Regions from separate parts of the Zea mays genome. Here regions 2 and 3 are each linked to region 1. Evidence: chromatin contacts called from public Hi-C data. All regions are on one chromosome and are shown on one strand. Each heading gives the region's core, a stretch centred on a gene start, on an enhancer-like site or on the middle of the called end of the contact. The rest is flanking DNA. Distances are from core to core; before and after follow the strand shown. Region 1 holds the start of LOC100281072. Region 2 holds the start of LOC541705 (pyruvate dehydrogenase 2). Region 3 holds the start of LOC100191759.

The links. Hi-C and Micro-C count contacts between places; a contact is called where the count stands out from the background.
Region 2: a Hi-C map of leaf shows a contact between it and region 1, with 8 times the contacts expected there. The contact joins the promoter of LOC541705 here to the promoter of LOC100281072 in region 1. A contact is called at or near these places in 4 of 25 Hi-C or Micro-C datasets (bundle sheath, ear, leaf and 1 more).
Region 3: a contact with region 1 is called in a Hi-C map of ear, with 1.9 times the contacts expected there. The contact joins the promoter of LOC100191759 here to the promoter of LOC100281072 in region 1. A contact is called at or near these places in 2 of 25 Hi-C or Micro-C datasets (ear and leaf).

Annotation. Positions count from the first base shown.
Region 1 is chr1:199,510,311-199,514,496 of Zm-B73-REFERENCE-NAM-5.0, reverse strand. It overlaps LOC100281072, which reads right to left and starts at 1,782. Exons shown (of 3, transcript NM_001371973.1): 1 at 1,188-1,782; 2 at 741-1,042. The coding sequence starts at 1,413.
Region 2 is chr1:199,724,488-199,728,673 of Zm-B73-REFERENCE-NAM-5.0, reverse strand. LOC541705 (pyruvate dehydrogenase 2) reads right to left here and starts at 1,822. Exons shown (of 14, transcript NM_001111444.2): 1 at 1,483-1,822; 2 at 1,336-1,410; 3 at 149-229; 4 at 38-64. The coding sequence starts at 1,521.
Region 3 is chr1:199,664,785-199,668,970 of Zm-B73-REFERENCE-NAM-5.0, reverse strand. It overlaps LOC100191759, which reads left to right and starts at 2,127. Exons shown (of 5, transcript NM_001137185.1): 1 at 2,127-2,368. The coding sequence starts at 2,165.

The DNA of each region.
Region 1 (4,186 bases), core at 533-3,032:
TTAACATCAGCAGGTTTGCTCATTCATTAGTGGACCAAGTTTATTAGGGCTAATTGAAATTAATATAATGGAGAGAGAGAGAGAGAGAGAGAGAGAGAGAGAGAGAGAGAGAGAGAGAGAGAGATGCCCATACATAGCGTGATCATGCCAGAACGACATGTCCGATTAGTAGGTAGGAAGATGCCAAGATGGATGTGTGCCAGAATGAACCACCGTCTATCTACTCGCAGGCCGGCCGGCCGAGCTATTCTATCAATTTCTATCCCCAGCATCGCTAATAAACTCACCTGCTACTGCTAGCTGCTTCATCCCGGCCTCGCTGTACATGCATCTCATCATCTCTCTAGGCGCTAGCAGCTAGCTACATGTTCGTGATATGATCCCTCTCTTCTCGTATCCCTCAAAAAAAATCATCCCTTCTCGTAATCTCACAATCGATCTCAGGTAGTCAGGTACTGCTGGTATCATGTCACTAGCTAGCTAGCTAGCTAGATGTTTGCAGTTACTGACCTAATTAGCGTAACTTTGAGGGCTTAATATACCCTATATATAATACTCTATTACTGAGTCCCTGAACTTTGCCACTGTAACCAGATCAGTCATCAAAAGATCTACATGCATGACTTGTTACGTATGACTTCTGAGGGGGAGGGAGGGAGGGAGAGAGAGAGAGAGAGAGAGAGAGGCAAAGAGGTTGAAGCATGCACGCGGCGTATATGGAGAAGAGAAGAGTCACTCACGTTCTTGTGCAGCGGCGCGGCGAGGCGGTACTCGTGCATGACCCAGCCGGTCTTCAGGGCCGCCGACGGCAACGCCGCCGTCTTCTTCCGGCGGCGGGGCACGAACGTCATCGCCCTCTTCACGCCCACCAGGAGGCTCCCTCCGCCACACGGGCGGGGCAGCACCACCGGCTTCTCCTTCCCCGACGGCTTCCACCGCCCGCCCGCGGCCGCCCTGCTACCAGTACCAGCGCCGCTGCTCTTGCCGCCGCTCGCCGGCCGCACCGCGAAGAAGTATTTCTCCCCCTCGCTCCTCGTATCTGCTGGAGACAGGCAGCGCAAAAGAAGAAGAACAAAAAGATTGGACCTTTAGTTCTTTCTCTCCTAGTCCTTCCCAGCATAGCAGTGACAGACACAAACGATAGATGTTCGTTGGAGGCGTCATCGCGTGGTGGCGTGTACTAGTACCAGGGGCAGAGACGGCGACGACGTCCCAGGGGTCGCGGCTGTAGAGGTCGCGGAAGACGGGGATGACGGCGGCGGGGAGCGGCACGCCGATGGCCTTGCGCCGGAGGTACTGCACCACGAGCTCCTCGTCCGTGGGGCGGAACCGGAACCCCGGCGGGAGCTGCCGGAGCGCCTCCACGCCGCCGCCGCCGTGCCTCACCAGCACCGGGGCTCTCTCCGCCGACATGTCCCCAAAGAAATTCCTTTTATCACCGACTACTGCTACTGTGCTGCTGCTGCTGCTACACAGCTAGTACACAGCTAACGAGCTAGCTAGCACGCACCTGCGCGTGCACTGCTAGCTAGCTCTAGCTGCCGCTACGCACCACAGCTTAGCTCTAGCTGCTATAAGCTACCTACCTCCTGCCAGTTTGGCACAGGGGCAAGCAACTGTAGCAGCAGAGCTCGAGCTTGTTCGGTCACTTGGCGCGCGCAGGACGCGTGCAGTTGCTCGGAGCGTCCATGGCGAGCCGAGAGATTGAACAGAGAGACAGGGAGGGAGAGACTGAGAGCGGTTGGGGGAGGTCTGCGTGCGTGTGTTTTCCAGGGTGAGGAGGGAGGCTCTGGAGAAGAGAGAGGGGAAAAGGGCGGCTTTATAGGGTGCCCTGTTGCGTCGATCTTACTCCATCTATCCTCCTCCCTTCCTCAGCAGGCAGCTGAACGTCTGTACGCCATCGATCAGGCATCCAGCCCGGCCGGCGAAGTCCACCGTCGCTCGCGCGCCGGTTTCGTGAACTCCTTCCAGAATCTCCCACGAAGCTAGATGTGAATTGCAAACTACTGTTACTTGCTCCATGTCTTTTTTTTTATTTTACCTGTAGCCAGCGGGTTACAAATTACAATTCATCCACCGATACTGAACAGTAGAGCGCTCTGAATGTTCCGTGAACTACTGCATCTTACTCATCAACATCTTTTATTTTAAACTTTATTCTATAAACAATATTATCTATAGTAAAATAAAGTATTTTGTACAGTTATATACACGATCTGTTGCTCATAGACTAAGGTCATGTTTGCATCCCTTTTCTTCTCTACCGCCTGGCATCTAGCACTGCTTGGCTCAACGTCATACTATCGTCCTCCCAATCATTCCATCACCCCTCTAGCTCCTTCAATTAAATTGACGTCAACCCCTGAATTCCATGTCACGCATGTCGAAATTGGCTTAAGGCTCTATAACTACCCTTGATCTCTAGATAAGGCGAGTTGATGGATGGCGGCTTAGTACTTGAGCTTGAGTAGAGGTAGAGCTAGGCACTGGTTTAGGCAAGGAATTACTGGCCTTGGACTCCATGGTGATTCGCATTGCGGATGCTAAGAGACATCACAACGATAGATGAAACGACAATCTCTCCCTTTGCTAAATTCTATCGCACATCATGTGTAGGGTTTATAACATTTTCCTGATAGTAAAAGTTATATAGTGAAAATCTAGGATGCCAAACACATACTTTGTTTTCCAGCGGCTAAAACTACATAACCCAATAGTCTATAACTTTGCTAGCAAGGTAAAGCACATAACCAGGGTTGCATAATATAAATGTGAAAGCTTAAAGTGTGTTAGAGATCACTAGTACAGAGAAGTTCTATAGTGGCGGTTGTAAACCTATTTATAGTGGCGTTTTTCGTAACCGCCAGTGCTAGGGGCCAGTAGAAATCATCATTTTTACAGGCGGGTAACTGAGGACCGCCAGTGAAAATCGATTTTCACTGGCGGTCGGCATAATAAAACCGCCAGTGAAAATCGATTTTCACTGGCGGTCGACGTAATAAAACCGCCAGTGCAAATCGTTTCCAGAAAACATATTTTAAAAATAGTAAAAAAATTATTTTATTAGTCGCGGCATTTTTCGCGCGCTACGCGGTTGTTAGTGTTCGAACCGTCGACCTCACCCTCGCGCATACCCTCCCCTACCACTCCGTCTATGACATGTCTTGTGTCTAGTTTGTAGTTGTTTTCTTCACATATTACAACCATTTGAGTGTAAATTGCTTATTTGAGACCCTAAACGAATTCAAATATAAAAGTTGTCAACTACAAAGATAAATAACTTTTGAAGTTCTACAACTTTTATTTTGACACTTTTTTCATCCGAGGTAGTTTGCAAAATTTGAATTTTAAATTTGACATACTTAGATTCAATTTTTGAGAACCGAAATGAGTTCAAATAAAAAAGTTGTCAACTACAAAGTTTCATAACTTTTAGAGATCTACAACTTTTATTTTGATGGTTTTGTCATACGCGGCCGTTTGAAAAACTCGAAAAATTAAGGATAAAAATGATTTCTAGTGGCGGTTCCTTAAGAAAACCGCCACTAGAAATCGTATTTCTACTGGCGGTTCCTTAAGAAAACCGCCACTACAAATCATGGATTTCTACTGGCGGTTTTCTTAAGGAACCGCCAGTAGAAATACGATTTCTAGTGGCGGTTTTCTTAAGGAACCGCCACTAGAAATAGCACAGTCGGTGGATAATCGAATCCGTCTGTAAAAATATATCGTCCCCGCAGGCTTTGAGCCTTTTTCTACTGGTGGATATAAACTATTATTGGTACATCAGTATTTTTACAAAAGAATCAAGAAAGGTGTAGGCTTTCCTCAAATCGTCATTAGAGCCTCACGCAAGGTAACTCTGTGGCTATTACCCTGGACCTTTTCGCTGCATGCAAGTGGTATTGTAGCTAGGGATGGATGCAAAGGGGGGCTGCTGGCCTCGCGCGTTGGGTTAAAAGTAGTAGGAGTAGGTCTTGAAACCAGCCTAAATGTGCTACTCCACAATCTAACACGTATCAGCAACGACGACATCTAACAGGACAATATAATCTTTTGCCATCTTTATTGTGTGGTTGTCACAAAAAATGTCATGGTAATGACTCAGCTAAAAGTGCCATCTGCAAAGACAGAAACAAATTAAATGCCCCATCTGACACGCGTGCGCCACGACATCGGTCTCGTC
Region 2 (4,186 bases), core at 573-3,072, 210 kb before region 1:
AAAAAATGAAGCATAAATCTTTGGAAATATTACTGACCTTGTATGCACCTTGGTACTCGCCAACCTACCATAGACACAACAATTATTAAACCACAAGAAGCAAAGGGACACAAAAATAAACAAGTGCAGGTAGTGGTACTGGTGGTACCTCTTCTCCCATCAAGAAAACAGAAGGGTCTGCCGACATTTCTTCATCTAATGCGGTATTCAATGCTTCCCGTACAGTTATCTAAATAAGCAAAAGAGTGGCTGTGTAAAACTTCCCGGCAAATGTCAAGGTCATGACATAGTATATCTGAAGAGAACCAAGCCACCTAGAAGAACGAATAGGGGGTGTTTGATTTTAGAAATCAATACATCCAAAGACAAGTCTATTCCTCAAATTTGGTGGGATAACCTTATTTCTCATGTTAGTACTAGCTAGCTAACTATGATGAATGAAGTAGTAATGGATCAACTTATTCCATTCCACAAACCAAACAAAAAAATGTGAAGTGAGAAAATGATGAACTAGCTTATTTCTCAAACCAAACACCCTATAACTGTACCAACTATCCCTGAGATCTCGAGTTATAATCCAGACAATCAGAGATCACACTGGATAAACCACTGAATCACCAAAATCAACTCATTACACTACTGCCAGTTCAGTTATTTCAAAGTTGGTTAACTTTTTTTCAGGTACGAAGCATCCACCACCTGGTACCTGGCATCTAGTCAGCATACACTGTTCGCTCACCCAGCATACACTGTTCACTCCCCCAGCATAGGTAGAGTACGGAGTACCGCACCATACAGTCCCCGTCTAACGTCAGGTGCTCTTCACACACGTAAACAGTATCACCAGTGCACAACCCATAATGTACACAAATGCAGTTTGTTTGCCAACGCAAGCAAATTAATCATCTACTATCAGTCTGATAGACAACTGCCCTACGACCCAACCACTTAGATTCCCCTCACCTACCCGCTTCCCTGTACAGCTACTGCCATCCATCTGTTTCCGATCAAGGTCGACAACGAGCACCGGTCACCATCAACCAGTATCCACCACCATTTAAATCTATCTCAGAAAAGGAAAGAAAAAAAGGTTTCGAAAATCTAGTCGCGAGGAGAGAATTTCGCAGTCGCAGGAAAAGTAAAGCATCTAACAGCACAATCGGCGAGGCGCGACACGGGTCGCAGCGAAGAGCCAATCTACCGGAGCGCTGGCAAACGTATTGGCGGCGGCGGGAAAGGCCGGGAGCCGGCAACGAAACGGTCCCCGTATTCGGCGACACGGCACACGCGACGCGACGCGACGCGCGGAAGTCGCGAGGAGAGAGTAGCGCTCACCTCCTTGGCCGCGGCGGAGTAGGTCCTGGCGGGAGCGGCGGCGGGGCGGAGGGCCTGCGCCAGCTGGGCGAGCACCTGCGGGGAGAGAAACGGGTCACGGTGAGAGCGAAGCGAGGGCGGGGAGCCCGGTGGCGGGAGAGCACTGACGCATCCGGATCCGAGCCGCCTCCGCGCGACGCCCAGCATCTCCGACGCGATCGGCTGGGGGTTGGAGGTTGGTTGGCGACGGGGAGGAGGGAGGGGAGGCCTGGGACTGTGAGATGAATGAGGGGAAATTATAATATGATGATAGGCGTTGCTCGATTTGGCTTAGCGTGGTGTGTATCTGTGATGTGTCTGGGAGCCCCCGATCGCCAGACGGGATCGAGGGGGATGCGGCGGCGGCGGCGGCGGGGTAGGTGGGTCGTGTGGGAGTCGCTCTCGGCGACTTGGGTTGCTCTTCTGGAGGCGAGCGGCCGTCTCTGCCGGGAGCCGGGAATGGTTAGGCCCTGTTCGGTTAGCAGTGGATTGAGGGGGATTAGTGTCTATATAAATTTAGGTCTTGTTCGTTTACGTCGGATAACAACCTGAATCGTTCTAGCTAATCAAAGTTTATATAAATTAGAAAAGCAATCCGGTTAGGATCCGTTCCGACCCATCAATCCGGTACAAACGAACAAGGTCTTAAACCCCTTCAAACCGAACAAGTTTATGGGGGTTGGGCACGCACGGGAGCCGGGAGCCAGGATGCGCACGCAGCTGGTCGGTCTGGCCTGATGAACTACCGGTTGAAAAAAAAACGTAAACAAAATTTAGAAATGGGGAAAATATGAATTCTCTCTCTCTTTTTTTCTAAACTACCTACGCAGGAATATAAAGTGTGTGGCGGGACGAATACATTCATACTTATTTTTTACAAAAAATGTAGTAATCGTCAATACGAGACAGAAAACCTAGTTGCAGGTTGCCGTCATCCTTTATTTTGGCTCATTGGCTGAGATGACATGACGTCTCCTGGCCCTGGTGCACAAATCGGAGGGACAGGAACGTCGATGGGGACCGGGCATCTGGCCAGCGCCGCGGCCGAAGGCCACCAGCCAAGCCAGCTGCCCCCCGTCCGTTGGGGGCGTGCAGGGGCCGCCGGAGCGACGGAGCGTTGGCGTGCGCGCGTCCATCCTTCACCGTTCGGACTGCGACGTCGGCGAACCGTTCGGCACCTGGCGGCGCTTTGCATTGCTGCTCGGTAGACTGTTCTACAGCCGCTGCCGCGGGCTGTTTCTCACGAAACACTGTTACTAACTTACTGTATGTCTTATCTGCACCAGCTGCGGTCAGCGAATATTGGGACCAGATAGGTTTCAACTTTCAGAGGTGTATTTGCTTGGTTTACAGCAGAAGCAGTGGCCGTGTATTTGCTTGAGAGACGTCAAGAGCAGAAGAGCTGAATATTGGAGCGCAGCGGCGGAGCCAGACCGATTGTTCTATTCATCCAATCAAATGGATGCACACTATTTTTTACTAGTAATTGGCTTTTCGACAAAGTTGGTGTCGAAAATGTCTCTCAAAGGAATACTTTTGACATTCAAAAAATTGTGTACGTACTTTCTAACTATAATCCAAAAATGGCAGAAAACCAGGTTTGAAAACTATCTTTATAAAATTTAGAGAATTCTAAAACAGTCGTTGGGCACAACTATATCTCAGAAAGCTCAATCCAAATTCACGTATCCTTCTATTTCTTTCTCTTCCATTTTTTTGCCCAGTCCTCTTTTTTTTTCGGACCAAAAATTGACGAAGCCCACCAACCTCCTCGCTCGGCCTTTTAAGCCCACGTAGACCAGCCCACTTGCGCCTCCTTTCCTCTCCCTCTTACAGCCAGCCGGTGCAAGGCCTCTTAGGGTAAAGCCCGGGCACGAGCCCAGATTAACTGGCCTTCGGGTCCGGCACTGTTGGACTTGGAGCGGACCTTCTTTTATCGCGTCCACGCCCGTAGAAGTAGGCCTCCAGTTATTTTTTTTTTAGAAAATTCGGTTCCCAGAAAAATTAGAACGGATATGCATTAAGGCCAAGCAAGATCGAAAAAATCAAAAATACAACAAAACAACATAATTTTAGAGTTTATCAAAAGTGTGTAATGGCTAGATGGAGGGTTGGGGTTGGTGATACATGGATTGATTTGGAGAGGTTGTGTGCTTATTAATATTGTATTTGAGACGGCTATATTAAGATATATGCATAAAACTCTATTGGTCTTTTGGGCTTCTATTATATTTCGGTTCTTTCGAATTTCCGTGGTCTAGAACCGAAATTAACTCGGTTATTTCTGTTTTCTAAAACTTGGAACCAAAATTACTAACGGTTATTCGGTTCTTCGGTTTTGATTTATTTTGCTTAGGCCTAGACATGAAGATGAAAGCCGAAGAAACACGTTCTAATCAACGATGGCCAGGCCATGCGAGCCGTGTGCTCGCACAGGGCGTCAAAAAATTGAGGGCTAAAAATCAACTGATTTATTGTAGTTTTATAATTTTCTATAACATATGTTAATGCACAGCAACTACTTTCCTCTCTACCATGTCGCTGCGCTGAAGCAGAACTACCGAGTGTCGCACCAAAGAATAAATCCTCATAGGATCCTAACATATGTCTGCCTGTGTGAACGAAGTTTTTCTAAGTTAAAGCTACTAAATCTTATATTTGTGTTATACTATGATACAACAAAGGTATGTTTTTTAGCCATAATAGCACTAGAGAGTGAAGTTTTGGAGAAGACTAAATATAAGCATATTGTAGAATGTTTTATTTAAAAACCCACTAAAAACGACGTTATTTAAATAAAATAAATATGTTTATTTATATATTCTATTACAAT
Region 3 (4,186 bases), core at 878-3,377, 150 kb before region 1:
AGAGCTTCTCCTCCTCGCTCAGTTTCGTTTCAGCAACAGCTTTCTTATCTTGAGACATCTCTTCAGAAATGGTGAAAATGTGCTCCTAACGCCGAAGCTTAGAAAATCTAAAAAGCCCAGCAAGCGTTTGTAGGCAGGAGCTAAAAATTGAGCAAGCAGAGCAGATGGCAAAAAGCATGCCAAATGAGCTCGTGGTGTGCTCTTATTTATACGCCTAGCGCGTCGCAAGATGGAGGGCCCCGCTTGTCATTGGCTGTTGCTATTCTAGCAAAGGGAAGATATTTTTTCGGACCTTCGGCTTAGGGCCTTCGTCTATATCGCAATCTGAATTTATCATTCTAACAAATTAATATTGCGCGGGGCTACTGTTGGGGGCCTTCGGCTTCCGAAGCTCCTAAAAACATGATTTAACAATGTTTCTGGAGTAAAGTACATGAACAGGTATCTTCGGACTCGGATCAGAGCCACAGTATGAAGAAGCACAAAGAACACGAAGGTTGGCGCAGAGCCGAAGCTATGTGCAGGAGAGCTTCGGCACGATAGCAGAAAAGGAAACCGACTTAAAAGGGAAAAGATTATTCAGACCTCGATGGTTTAATATAGAGTCATTAGCAAATGTAAAGGGCATGGATGTAATTTTACATGGGCTGCGCCCCGTGCCTATAAATAGATGAACAGTGCTCCCGTACTGGGCACACTGACTTGACATTTGCTTTTGCGTCACGCTTGTACTTTTATCTTCCCTCAAGCCGAAGGTACATTGTAATTTAATATCATTTCTATTTTTCCATAATAATAAAATAGAAATGAGTTGATAATAATATATAATTATTTATGTTATCTCTTATACTTTATATGATTCCTTCTTCATTATTATGTGTTGTGCTGATGAAGGTATGTCCTTCATAACCTTCGTCCGAAAATCATTATATCCCAATGAAAATAATGCTTCGAAGGACGAAAGACTTTAACGTTTAACGATTTTTGTGTTGCCTTATTCTTAACTCATAGCATTTGAGAACAAGTTCCCAACAGTTAGCTCAAGCCATCATATGACAGTGATAGCCTTCAAATCATTATTGATCTATGGTTTAAACCAACAGTATTATTTCACGGTCGATTTGTAGCTTGAGTTGGTAGTGATATGGACCATCACTCTCGATTTTAAAAGATCCCAATAATTTCTTCATATTTTCAAGTTAAGAACTAGCAGCGAAGGATATCACCGTTAGTACTAAAAGCAGTCGATAGTATTATATGGGTAGTGAATGTCGGTTTTGTAGTAGTGTGTACAAAATACTAGTGAATACTTTTAAGGGTTTATACCGGTTTTGGGAATAAAACTTGTTTCTATTAACTTATATGCAAAAAACTATAAAAATGTTTAACTTTGAAAAGTTATTTAATTAAAAAAATGTTCTAACAGTGTCATGTGTAGCAGATTTCCATGATAACGACAGATAGATATATGTCAGCATATTAGATACAAACTAGTCACTTTCTGAAAAGCACATATTAGAGAGGCCGGTAAAAACGATGAGTCGGTCAAATTCAAGGTAAAAAGAAAGTCAAACTGATTATAAATTGGAACAGAGAGTATATTTTAGTGTATCATGTGTCTCGTTAGAGCGATTTTGAACGGAACATGTCTCTAATGTAAGTAATAGCTACTATAGTAAACAATGGCTAGAATTTACTAAGCAGTCGCGGCCAGTTTTATGTATTTTCGGAGCTCCAATTTATTCTCATTTTGTTTTCGAGACGTTCCCTGATGTTTTTGGTGTTTATATATAGATGCCCCCAGCCAAAAAATCTCCTGTTTCGTGTCGCATGCATGCCCTATAAATAGTGCTCTAGAATTACGCACGTACGCCATCAAATGACAGACACGGCTAGTACATACAGCTACATCATCGTGACACACGAAAAAGAAAGAAAGTGCTGCCATGCCTGCGTACAAAAATGTCAGCGTCGAATCGGCATCCTGTCACGGTCTATCAGACAATGGATGCAGGCGCGTGCACCACGTGCTAGCTAGATAGTTTGCTGCAAGGAGCCAATAGATCTTAATTAGCTTGTGAGTATAAAGATGAGGCCATGGTGCACTGCGTTTCATCAGACCGCCAGCAGTCGCCAGCCCAGCAAGGCAGAGCAGCGAGCGGCTATGGGAAGAGAGGCGCCGGCGATGGCGGTAGCGCTGCTGGCGGCGCTGGTCGCTTCCGCGGCCATGTTCATGTTGGCGGGGACCGCGAGCGCGTCCCCGGCGGAGGGGATCCAGCCGCTGTCCAAGATCGCCGTCCACAGGGCCACCGTCGAAATGCAGCCGTCGGCGTACGTGCGGGCGACACCGTCGCTCCTCGGCGAGCAGGTACTATACGCGGTGCCCGTACGCACACACCATGCCCGCGCCGCGCTCTCGATAAGCTACAGCAACTAAGCTAGCTGTTTCTTTGTTCTTTCGTTCGTTTTCAGTCATCAGCTCGATCTGTTTGCCATTAGCCCATTAATGACTAGATATAGCGCAGGCGGCACTGCATATACAACCGGTTTTTCAAGTACAAGAGATAGTTAAAAGATCGCATGATACATTACTTTTAAATTATTAATACAGTTAAGAGACAATTTATACGAAGAGTCGTCTAAAGACGGATTCTATGTAAATAGTATGTCTCTTGTATTTTTTTCAGTTAGGCCTCTAGAGACACTTTAAAAGACCTCATATTAAATGATGTTATACATGTGCTAGGAGTATTAAGGGTGTGTAAACCCTATTTAATACCCATCTCTTGAGAGTATCTAGAAGGTTAAATAAAAAAACAAAAGACACTTGTCATTACACGATTCTCCATATATGAGTTTCTTATGAGATTTCTAAGAGAGTAAATAAAAAAAGACATCTCTACACGACTCTCTCTATGATCTTGTTTGGATCTAATTATTTGGGAGCTTTTTTTTATCAAAAATAAGCATAAGTGGTTTCAAACACCTAGCTTTTTATAAGCTTCTCCAGCAGCAGTTTTTTAGAATAACTAGCAAAACCCATAAGACAAAAGCCCGACTTTTCCGGCTTTTTTGCCCCCACGTGCCACTTCAGTTTTTTGTTCCCCCTCCAAACATTTGCAGCCCCAGCACGCGCCTCTCAAACTATTGGACGAGATGGTGAAAGTTGTACCAAACACGCTACCTTGGCTTTTTCTCCAACTTTTTCAATAAGTGGCTTTCGTCAGCAGCTAAATAAAAGCTAGCTCATCAAACTAAGTTCTTAAAAATAAGTGAATCCAAACAAGGCCTATATAACTTAGATCTGTTTGTTTTAGATTATAGATTATATAATCTGGATTATATATGAGATTAAATAAACTAGATTATATAACTTAGATTAAACAATATGTGTAGGTGTTTGGCCACCCGATTTATTGGAACTAGATTATATAACTTTTTTTGGGAGTGGCAATAATAGATAATTTCTTCTAAAGTTATCATGGGCAGTGGTCTTTTTACCAAATAAGTTGAAATAAGCACATGCATGTTAAACAGCTTATGAGATTATGATAAATACTAAATAGACCTTTAGATTATATAATCTGAATTAATAATCTGCTTGTTTCCTTGCTATCTAGATTATTTAATCTGGATTATATAATCTAGATGATTCTGAGCTGGAACAAACGGTCACTTACATGTCTCTTCTCCGAGCCCGTCTCCTTCGCTAAAGACGAATCACTCGAAAACGATTCGCAGGCCAATCACTTTCGCCTTTTCCTGTGTGTCAGCTGAGTGTAATCTTTTTTGAATTATAATCCGTGTTCACGCCAACACGGCTGGCCCAGACCACCCTCTCGGATGCCGAACTACTGCCGATGCATTTTCTGAGCACGAGGTGGGGTGCCACCAGGCTCTGTGCTCACTGGTGACTCACTGCGGACACTGACCCTTCTTTTAAAACGCCGCCTCAAGATCTTCACCAAGCAGTACGAGTTAAGGATGGTCTACTTCTCGCTAATTGGTCAGCCTACCAAGCAGTTGCCACTGGCTAAGAGCATGTTTAATATCGTAGATTGCAGACGGTAAAGGATCTTTGTAGCCTATCTTTTAGAGCAAGGCTAATAAAAGAACCAACTAGAGGCTCTATGCTCTTGCAAATCATAAAAAAATCAACAATAAAATCAATGCATATAGTGAGCTT